Linked DNA regions of Mus musculus: all the other regions are linked to region 3. A link is a contact called in public promoter capture Hi-C data. All regions are on one chromosome and are shown on one strand. The core of a region is the stretch at or near the end of the contact, and the rest is flanking DNA. Distances in the headings are between cores, read along the strand shown. Region 1 overlaps E130307A14Rik (RIKEN cDNA E130307A14 gene). Region 2 overlaps E130307A14Rik (RIKEN cDNA E130307A14 gene). Region 3 holds the start of Tube1 (tubulin, epsilon 1).

What was found. Promoter capture Hi-C pulls out the DNA fragments that hold promoters and counts their contacts.
Region 1: a contact with region 3 is called in a promoter capture Hi-C map of embryonic stem cells, with 4 times the contacts expected there. The contact joins the enhancer-like site here to the promoter of Tube1 in region 3. A contact is called at or near these places in 14 of 39 promoter capture datasets (the 3T3-L1 cell line, the C10 cell line, the HPC-7 cell line and 9 more), 3 of 115 datasets of contacts at active chromatin or transcription factors (bone marrow-derived macrophages and large pre-B cells) and 2 of 9 other capture datasets (liver and pancreatic islet).
Region 2: a promoter capture Hi-C map of stem cell-derived epiblast-like cells shows a contact between it and region 3, with 4 times the contacts expected there. The contact joins the enhancer-like site here to the promoter of Tube1 in region 3. A contact is called at or near these places in 15 of 39 promoter capture datasets (the 3T3-L1 cell line, 3T3-L1-derived adipocytes, the C10 cell line and 10 more), 1 of 484 Hi-C or Micro-C datasets (bone marrow-derived macrophages), 3 of 115 datasets of contacts at active chromatin or transcription factors (bone marrow-derived macrophages, double positive thymocytes and large pre-B cells) and 3 of 9 other capture datasets (adipose tissue, liver and pancreatic islet).

Annotation. Positions count from the first base shown.
Region 1 is chr10:39,657,953-39,661,029 of GRCm38.p6, reverse strand. The region is part of intron 2 of E130307A14Rik (RIKEN cDNA E130307A14 gene); the gene reads left to right. It also overlaps the pseudogene Gm8899. Among named protein-coding and RNA genes, the nearest start is that of Gm16364, 46 kb to the right of the region's middle. Within about 2 kb of position 1,484, at least 212 of the 459 cell types and tissues checked have an H3K27ac peak or open chromatin away from gene starts, as enhancers often do. A contact at or near this core is called in embryonic stem cells, hippocampal neurons, liver and 3 more, where this site is marked.
Region 2 is chr10:39,715,606-39,718,474 of GRCm38.p6, reverse strand. All of the region lies in intron 1 of E130307A14Rik (RIKEN cDNA E130307A14 gene), which reads left to right. Among named protein-coding and RNA genes, the nearest start is that of E130307A14Rik, 15 kb to the left of the region's middle. Within about 2 kb of position 1,349, at least 12 of the 459 cell types and tissues checked have an H3K27ac peak or open chromatin away from gene starts, as enhancers often do. A contact at or near this core is called in double positive thymocytes and stem cell-derived epiblast-like cells, where this site is marked.
Region 3 is chr10:39,132,761-39,135,907 of GRCm38.p6, reverse strand. Tube1 (tubulin, epsilon 1) reads right to left here and starts at 1,885. Exons shown (of 12, transcript NM_028006.2): 1 at 1,801-1,885; 2 at 1,629-1,702; 3 at 868-920. The coding sequence starts at 1,825. It overlaps Fam229b (family with sequence similarity 229, member B), which reads left to right and starts at 2,002. Exons shown (of 5, transcript NM_183254.2): 1 at 2,002-2,085.

The sequences.
Region 1 (3,077 bases), core at 235-2,734, 530 kb before region 3:
AAAAGAAGCTAAATGTAAGCACAAGTGTGACAGGGTCAAGGTCTGTGCTTGTGGTAGAGGAAGAACAGTAGAGGGTTAATGCCTTGCACCACAGCTTGGATCAGTTCTTAAGTCAGCCATGCTTTTCTTATTGGGGTCAAAGGTCAGGCAATATGTAAGGGGCCAGCCAAGACAACCTCTCAGGCCAAGAGCTGACTGGCTAAGCAAGCTGTCCTCGTGTCAACTGTTTGCCATGACCATGCTCACAAATTGTTTTAGGAGCCATTGAGAATGAGCACCTTGTTTTAAACGTTTATTGTAAACTACAGTGGAAGACATGTCTCTCTAGTCACAAAGGAGAATACTGAGAATGGTTATTTCACACTAGTATGACTTGGGCCTTATAAAATTAAATGTAAGCTTCCTTAGTCTCTAGCTTAGGGGTTCTTTATAAAACCTCTGCGGTTGTGTATATTTCAGACCAAGAATCTACTGCTCTGGAACCTACTGGAGAGGGATTTCAAGCCAGGGAAACATAAGTTCTCTCAAGTTTCTAAGTAAACAAACTGTGGATAACAGCAGATTGGAGAGCAAAATCAGTCCTTGAACTCAAGGAACCGTGACAGACAAAATGCAAGATGCTAAATCAGTCAGGTCCTGACTACGCAAACACATTTCTCTGGTTATAGAGAAAGAAGCCTTTGACCAATGCCAGTGAGGTTCAGACAATACTGTTGTACCCAGATAAACTCAGAACCAGCAGCTTTCAGCCCAAGGCATTGCCTGGGATTTGGCAAAGGCCGGGCAGGTACCCGAGGCCAGCTGCCACTCTGTGGTGAAGCTGGCAGCCAGGCTTATAGCCAGCCTTTTCCAACGCAGTCCTTTGATAACACTGATTACATTTCCCTCGATAGAGCCTGGGGCTGATTGAGCAACAGCCAACTTCTCTGGGTAACAAAGAGGAGGGAAAGTAATCCAAACACAGGTTTTATTATAAAATCCAGGGAGTGAGAGAAGTATGTTTATTCTGTAAGATAGCACACCTGCTCAGGCCCCGGAGGCTCATTTCCATCAGTTGCCATGGCAAACTCGTTATACTTCAGGGCCATGTGGCTTTGTTTCCTTTTGAAATCTGGTCCTTGTCCTACCTTCTCTAACAACTCCAACACAATGGCATGGGAGCCTGCAACAGCATAATTGATTTCTCTGTCTCTCTATCAACAGTTCACATTTGTTCAGCACCGGCCTGAGTCTGCCTTCTCCTTTGAACTCCTTGCTAACCGTGAAGGCATGCTTCGAAAGCTATCCTCATTAACATTCCAGGTCTCTCTTCCCTGTCAGCAACAACAAAGCCCGCATCAATGGCCTCCTTCCTCCCTGCTTTACTGAGTGGCTCTGTTCCATGTTTTGCTGCTGATCCAGGTGCCCAGGCAAACAACACTGGGCTAAGAAGCATGCAGGAGAGAGTAAAAATAGAACAGCAGCTTGGACGCATACCAGAGCAGCTACTTCATCTCCACTGCTTTGCACACTAAGCCTGCTGGGATCCATCAGGCAGGAGTCCTCTTGCCCTCACCTTCTCCCCTCTCCTCCCCCCTCTCCAGCTGCCTTCTTCCATCAGCACCTTCCCAGTGAAGGGAGCAGAGGGAGGTCAGGCATGGGACAAGAAAGATGTGCCCTGGTGGTTTGAACTTTGAAGCCATAAGAGATCTGGGGGCTGTGACTATGCCTTCCTCACAAGACTTTCTAGAAAAGAGTGAGCAGGCGCTGACCTTGTTACCTCTGCCTAGTCACTCGAGCCCATGCTTCTCATTGTTTATCAAAATCTCAACACTTCCTAAACCATAAATGTGGCCTGGGACCACACCCAGACATCCCCTGAGAAGGTAAATACACAAGTCAGCTATGCTGACCTTTCTGCAGATCACCTGCTGGGCTCGATGCTAAGAGCTTGTGAGCAAATCCACACTCACACCGTCACACTGAAGGGGCACTGAACTGCTCACCATGTGTTCTGAGTTGAACCCACTTTTCAAGGGGAAAAAAAAGGAAGACTTGGTATGAAGTTAGGAATGTGCTATCCCTTGGATGTAGGTCTTCCAGAATGCTAACTATACTGGTTGGATTCTTTTGTGCTGTTTTATGCCTCGTGGTGAACTGTACTGTTCCTGCAGCCAGCCCTGCCACCACACTCTCCCAAGGGCAGTTACTCAGGCATCTCATTTCTCCATATTTCTCAAAGTACCACTTTTGTAGCATCAGAACAATACTATTATATTTAAATATCACAGTATTTAAAGAGTAAAACACATTTTTAAAAAAAATTACTGATTTTTGAGTGCATGCACACACACACACAGCTTTAAAAGAAGTTGATATAATTGCAGATTATTGTCTTCAAGCTTCAGGAAGGTTTTGAGGAATTTTAAGTTGGCCTAAGGTTCACATAGAACCACTATAAACTAAATATGCCAAACCATGTCAAGAGAAGCCACACTCCATATCATCACAGCAATAATTAATTCCCTGAAGAGATTCTCCCAGCACAAGTTGTGACATGATCATTTACTCTTGAAGTCACCAGAGGGTAGAGGTAATCTTCCCTCAGTCCTCCCATGTTCAGGAGGCTGTGTTTACCTCAGGGAGGAACTCTGTCACTGTGGATAAGAACACCAGTAAACCCCAGAAGGTGCCATAGGCTCGCCAGCCTTGAAGCTAGATCGCTGGGGCTAATAGCCCTGGAGTGAACTTGGATGAATCAGTTTCTTTGGATCCTGCTTCCTTCCTGCATAAAACAAAACTCAGGGCCCCTTTCAGAATGAAAATTCCATGACAGAAAAGTTACTTTACAATGTCATTATTCTGCTGCTTCTTTTGTTTTGTGTGTTGTTGAGTTGTGTCATATAGAGCTATTTGTGCTGGAAAATAGCACAAGACTCTCCGAGACGAGAGGTGTGGCTTCTTTGTAGTATTTTCCCACGGTGTAATCTACCTTCTCATTTCATCTGCTATTAGGAGAGGGTCTTCCAGATTCTTCTAGGTACAGTAAAGAGAAACAGAAAGATCCTGTGGTTTAAAGACTCTCTCTGGGTCATTTC
Region 2 (2,869 bases), core at 100-2,599, 580 kb before region 3:
AGAACCTCATCCTAACTGCCTGGAGGCCAGTATTCTACTAGCAGCCTTCAGATGAAGATGTAGAACTCTCAGCTCCTCCTATACCGTGCCTGCCTGGATGCTGCCGTGTTCCTGCCTTGATGATAATGGACTGAACCTCTGAACCTGTAAGCCAGCGCCAATGAAATGTTGCCTTGGTCATGGTGTCTGTTCACAGCAGTAAAACCCTAAGTAAGACAGTACTTTTAATGGGCACTTTATTAGGCTTTAAAAGTAACATTTTCTATGTAATTCATGCTAGGACCCTTTAAAATAAGATTTAAAGTAAATTGTGTTGTGTTTTTCATGTGGGCATCAGCCTTTATCTCAGTACTTCCCGCCAGTTAGGACAAGAGGCACTGTGTGGTAGAAGGCTGCTTAGTTCATACTCAGATTGAGAGACTAACAAGTGTTCCACAGCTTACGTTAGTTGTGCTGAGGGTTACAGCTTTCGGAAATAAATGTGTAGTGCTTATAATTAAGTGGACTTTTTTATTTACAACTTTAAGGGATTTGTTTGCTTTATTTTTTAGCATAACCATTGTAAACTATTTTAGGATTTTCTAAAATAGTTGCTGGAAAAAAATTAATAGCTGTTAGGTTCTTGTGTAACTTTAATGATTGGTAAATTAAAAGACTAAAAACCGTGTTGAAAAGGAAGACTAAAAACTATGGTAAAGAAGAGGAAGAAAATTTAGGTTTTTTTATTTTATTTTATTTGTTTGTTTTGGTTGGTTTTTTTTGTTGTTTTGTTTTGTTTTTTGTTGTTTTGTTTTGTTTTTTGTTTTTGTTTTGTTTTCTCTATACAGAGAAAACAGGGTTTCTCTGTATAGCTCTGGCTGTCCTGGAACTCACTTTGTAGACCAGGCTGGCCTCTAACTCAGAAATCCGCCTGCCTTTGCCTCCAGAGTGCTGGGATTAAAGGCATGCGCCACCACGCCCACCTCTGGGCTTTTTGTTTTGTTTTGTTTTTAACTTTAAACTTTTTTAAAATTAGGTATTTTCTTCATTTACATTTCAAATGCTATCCCAAAAGTCCCCCATACCCTCCCTCCCCCGGTTTTTTTTTTTTAATTTTATAGAGTAGTGATATTATCTTTTAAAAATTCTGTTCTTAATCTATAGTATTAGTTACCTTTTGTTGATATAATAAAAGATTATGATTGAAGGAAACTGGGGGCAAGTAGAGGTGTTTGGCTTATAGTTTAAGAAATGTGAGTCTGCTCTTCCCAGTGTTCTCTTGTGGGTTAAAATGGTGGCCCATGTGGAGCCCAGGACTCTGGCTGCTGGGTGAAGCAGAGCACTGGAAGTTTGACAGTGCACACCGCATGCTGCCACCAGGTGGGTGTTAGGCTGTGAGAAGCCTCAGGACTCCGCTTTTGGGATGAGAAAGCACAGTCTATGGTCCCCGTGGACTGCCGGAGTTGGCTTGGACTCTTAGGCACCACAGAGCCGCTGGGTGCCACAGAAGAGCCTGTTCTGGGGTCCCTGGGCCTGCAAGGAGGCTGAGAATGACAAGTTCTCAAACTCTTGGGCACTGCAGATGCTGCTGGATGCCTCAGAGGAGCTGAGAATGGAGTGTCAGCCTGCAGGCTGGCTCTAGCCCAGGGCCAAAGGGAAAAGATGGGGAGGAGAGTGCCCTTGGCTTGTTCTGGCGAGCCTGAGGTTAAATACCTTTTGCAGGTAGGAGTGTCTAGGAAGGGGAGCTAAGAGGTAGTAGAGGCAGAGAAAGGCGGGGGGGGGGGGGGGGGGGGGGGGGGGAGGGAGAGGAAAGGAGAGGAGGAGAAGAGGAGAAGAAGAGAAAAGAGGCCGGCCATGGCCACATGGAGGGGGGAGGGGAGGGAGAGAGGGGAAGCAAGAGGGCAAGAGAGAGAGAGGCAAAACTAAGAGAGTAAGAGTAAGAGAGGGAGGAGGAGGAGGAAAACAGCCCCTTTTATAGTGGGCCAGGGGTACCTGGCTATTGCCAGGTAACTGTGGGGTGGAGTTGAAACAATACCAGGAGCTTGCTTGGAACATTGCCCTATACGACTGATGGCCACAGAATTATGGAGAGCTGAGACTTGTGTCAGGAGCCTGGTGTCTGGGGGTATGGCAAACACCTTCCATTCCTTGCAGGAACATCTGCCGAGTCTCCGGGCTTTAAATCGTCACACAGATACAGTAAGACCTTAGAAGTAAGTTCTTACTGGCAAACAGTTCCTTTCTTACTTGGAATGTGGTTCTTCGGCCTTTATCTTGATTCAGTGAGATCCTTGATAAATTCTGCTTTGTATTGTTTAGTCCAAATTACAAAATTGTTCCTAAGCTTTAGTTAAAAAAAAAAAAAAAATCCCTACATGAAGGTTGAGTGTGCCTTTTTACCAGCACTTAGAAGGCAGAGACACATGGATCTCTCTGAGTTTGAGACAGTTGCTCTGCATAGCTAGTTCCAAGTCAGCCAGGGCTACACAGTGAAACTTCTGTTTCAAAACAGACCACAACAAAATGCCCGTTGATAACCAGGTGCAGACTGTTAGACAGTTGGGAACATGGAACGAGAGTATTGTCCTCAGTGTGGGGTCATTGATTCAGCAGCAGCATCACCTCAAACTCTGTTGGAAATTCAGTCTCATGGTCCACCTTAAGCTTATTAATTTTGACTTTCTGAGTATGGAACTCCAGCATTTTGAATATTAACAAGCTCTCTCATAGAGAAACTAAACTAGAGCTTAATGTGAAGATTAAGGTAATAGTAAAATTGTGTGAATCAGATATATGATGCTCACTCTTGAGAGTAGCTCATTTCTGGAAGAATGAGAAAGGATGGACAGCTAAGGTAGTAAGTAAGCAATAAGGTAAACAATGACACAGC
Region 3 (3,147 bases), core at 636-3,135:
ACCCTCCCCACGAGAACAACTGCGCCCGCCGCTGTGGAAATTCACTTTAATCAATCTCACACCACCATGTCTCTACCCACCTTCTGAATAGCATGTAGCTTTGGCAGAGTTGATCCAAACAATAAAAAAGTATGCTTATGACTCAAAAGGCCTGAGTTTATACTGTCCATCCCCAACAATGACGCTCCAGGTTTTAACCTCCCAGTTCTTTGAATTTGACTAATCTGACTGTACTGGAGGCTCTGGGATTCATCAACAAGACCAAAGTCAGGTTTCCCGAGAAGATAATGGCTCCAACATCTAGTGAACAAATTCAAACTAAATTTCTACAAAGTTGGAAAGGCCTGATATTTAATTGTAATTGTCAGGATAAGTCCACTACAGCTGGTTTATAGAGAACTTTGAAAACGGATAAACTTAATGATTTAACATTAAAAGACCCAGGCATATCTCAAATGTCAAAAGGATTCTAACATCTGTATCTTACACTAAACGAAAAGTAACACACATTGTGAGCAGTTTCCACCTCTTTCATTTCTGCATACTCTGAGGGCAAGTAATATGCAAAATAATCTTTCAAAACCTGGCCCCCGCTAGACTCATACCATAGTGGGCAGGCACCCTCAGTGAAAACGTCAGGTTTTCAAAGTTACTGGGAGTCCCTTTAAAGGTTCTTTTTGGCTTCTTACGGAAGTCTATCAAGGAAGCGCGCTGTTCTGCAGAATGGTATGAAAATGGGCTATGAGAATACGCTTTGATCAGAACAGCAGACACCGTCCTAGCTGGCAACTGTTTCCTTATCCTCTAAGATTCTGCTGACAGGGAAAGGAGGCGTCCTACCAAGCGGAGACAGACTCACCCACTTACCTGGTATCCACATTCCTGAAGAAGCTGCTTATAGCGTCGTCATAAATTCCTTTCTAGAAACAAAACAAACTATAGCATTTACGTTTATTTTCTCTAAAACCCTTTTAGCTGTAGCAACTCTACAACGCTGAAGGGGCTCTAAGAAAAAGAAACCTAGGTCGACTCTTCCAATTACATCTAAAGGTAAAATGCCAAGAGAACCCCTGACTAAGTTTAACAGTGATGAAAAAAGCACACCCTGTAGGATTATACAGCTGGTACTCCAAGTGGGAATTTCTTGGGATTCTTGGTCGTTTGATGTATTTACCTACTTTATAGTGCTTTCATCTATAGCATCTACTGTCTTTCAAAACAACAACAACAACAACAACAACAGGAGGAGGAGGAGGAGGAGGAGGAGGAGGAGGAGGAGGAGGAGGAGGAGGAGGAGACTGCTAAAGATCAGGGAAACTTAAGACCAAACTCCTGACAAGTGCCTTCTGCCTGTGACTTACAGCAACACGTTTAAAAAGAAACTAGCCACGACCGGTATGAGAAGATCCTATGCAATTTATGGTACTGATTAAAAAGCCCAAGTAATCTGGGCATGATAGTGGTAGTCCTGGGGATGCAGAGACAGATGGATCGCTGCAAATTCCAGAACATGATCTACACAGCAAGTCCCAGGTCAGCCAGGGCCCCGTAGCAGGATCCAAAGCACCCCTCCCCAAACCTCATGTGAACTCTGGCAGGCCCGGGTGACAGGCAGGAGGGGCGGGTACCTGGTTGACCGCTGCGTGCTCCCTCAGCGCCAGGTCCCAGAAGCAGCAGCCGATCTGGTTCCCGCACTGTCCGACTGCAGCCAGTAGCGAGGAAGAGAGAGAGGTGCATTAGGAAGGCAACCAGGTGACTGGCTCCGCAGCGACCCGGTCCCCGCGGACGGGGGTAGCTCACCCTGTACGACCACCGACTGGGTCATTCCGCCGGGAGGACCAGCAGGAGCACTCCCGCCCAAACTCCCGCCTTAGCTTTCGAGCTCAACGACGCCCTACGAGGGGCGGCCTTAAGTCACGTCGCTGCCGCAAGTAGCCAATGTCGTAATGCCCTTGTTTCTTTACGGCCAGGACTTCTGCGCAAGCACATTTGCGGCTAGCCGTTACCATAGCGACTGGGCCTCCGGCAGGTAAATCCTAGCTGCCCTGTCAACATCCTTGAGCATCTGCAGCTCCGGAGGCCCTGGTAACTGACGGGTAACTAGGTTTCAGAGAGGCATTTAAGATAAGGGACTTTAACTTTGATCACGGGCTTTGAGAGGCTCACAGCCTAAACAGCCAGGACAGTGGGTCCGATTTCTCAGGATGATGCCCGCTAGTGTCGTTATCTAACAGAAAACGAATGTGGAGGAACACAGAGACACCCCAGACAAATAGGCTTATCTGGGAACAAGGGAAGCTAGGTACACTCCGACCAAATACCACAGCTAAGTTCAGAGGCCAAAGCGATGCACTCTTCAAACTTAAGATTTCTGGATAATTCAAAACATCTACACAAATCCAACTTCCAACAGCCGGCAATGCCATTGAAGATACACTCGATGCACTCAAAAGATATGACCTAAAATATTACATGGCGCTGACAAGGAGAGCCATAATATTCAATGAACAAGGGTCTAGGAAAAGAAAAGATGGGTTAAAAGTTAAGGCGTTTGATTTGATGTATGAACAATGTAGACGAGATTTTTTAAAGGCAGGGGTGGGGCACGAAGTTCGAAAGGGGAAAAAAAGGTTATTTTTCAGAAATTGAATTTTTACTGGGCAAATTAAATGAGGCTTTAATTAAGAACTAAATTAAGAATTTAGGCTGGAGAGATGGCCCAGTCAGTAAAATGCTTGTCTCTGAAGCACGGGGACATAAATGCAGACCCCAGCACTTAACAAAAATCTGGGAGCCTGTAACTCTAGGCTTGGAAGGCTGGAGAAGGGAGATCCACAGAGTCTAGCTGAAACTGTGAGTGTCAGATTCAGGGCTCAATAGGAGACAATGTCTTACAAAGTAAGATGAAGGATAACTAAGGAAAACACTTCATGTTTCACATCTTGTTTCCATAAGTGTGCACACACACAAATCCCCTCACTAACTTTAATGCTTTAATGAAGTTAATATTTTCCACAGAAATTCTGAGAAACTACAAAACCTTTAATCTTCATTTAGCAAAAGTTAAATTATACTTGCTATTAATTTGTCATGATATGTAATATGATATATAACATGATAAGAGCCACAATAATTGATTGATTGGTT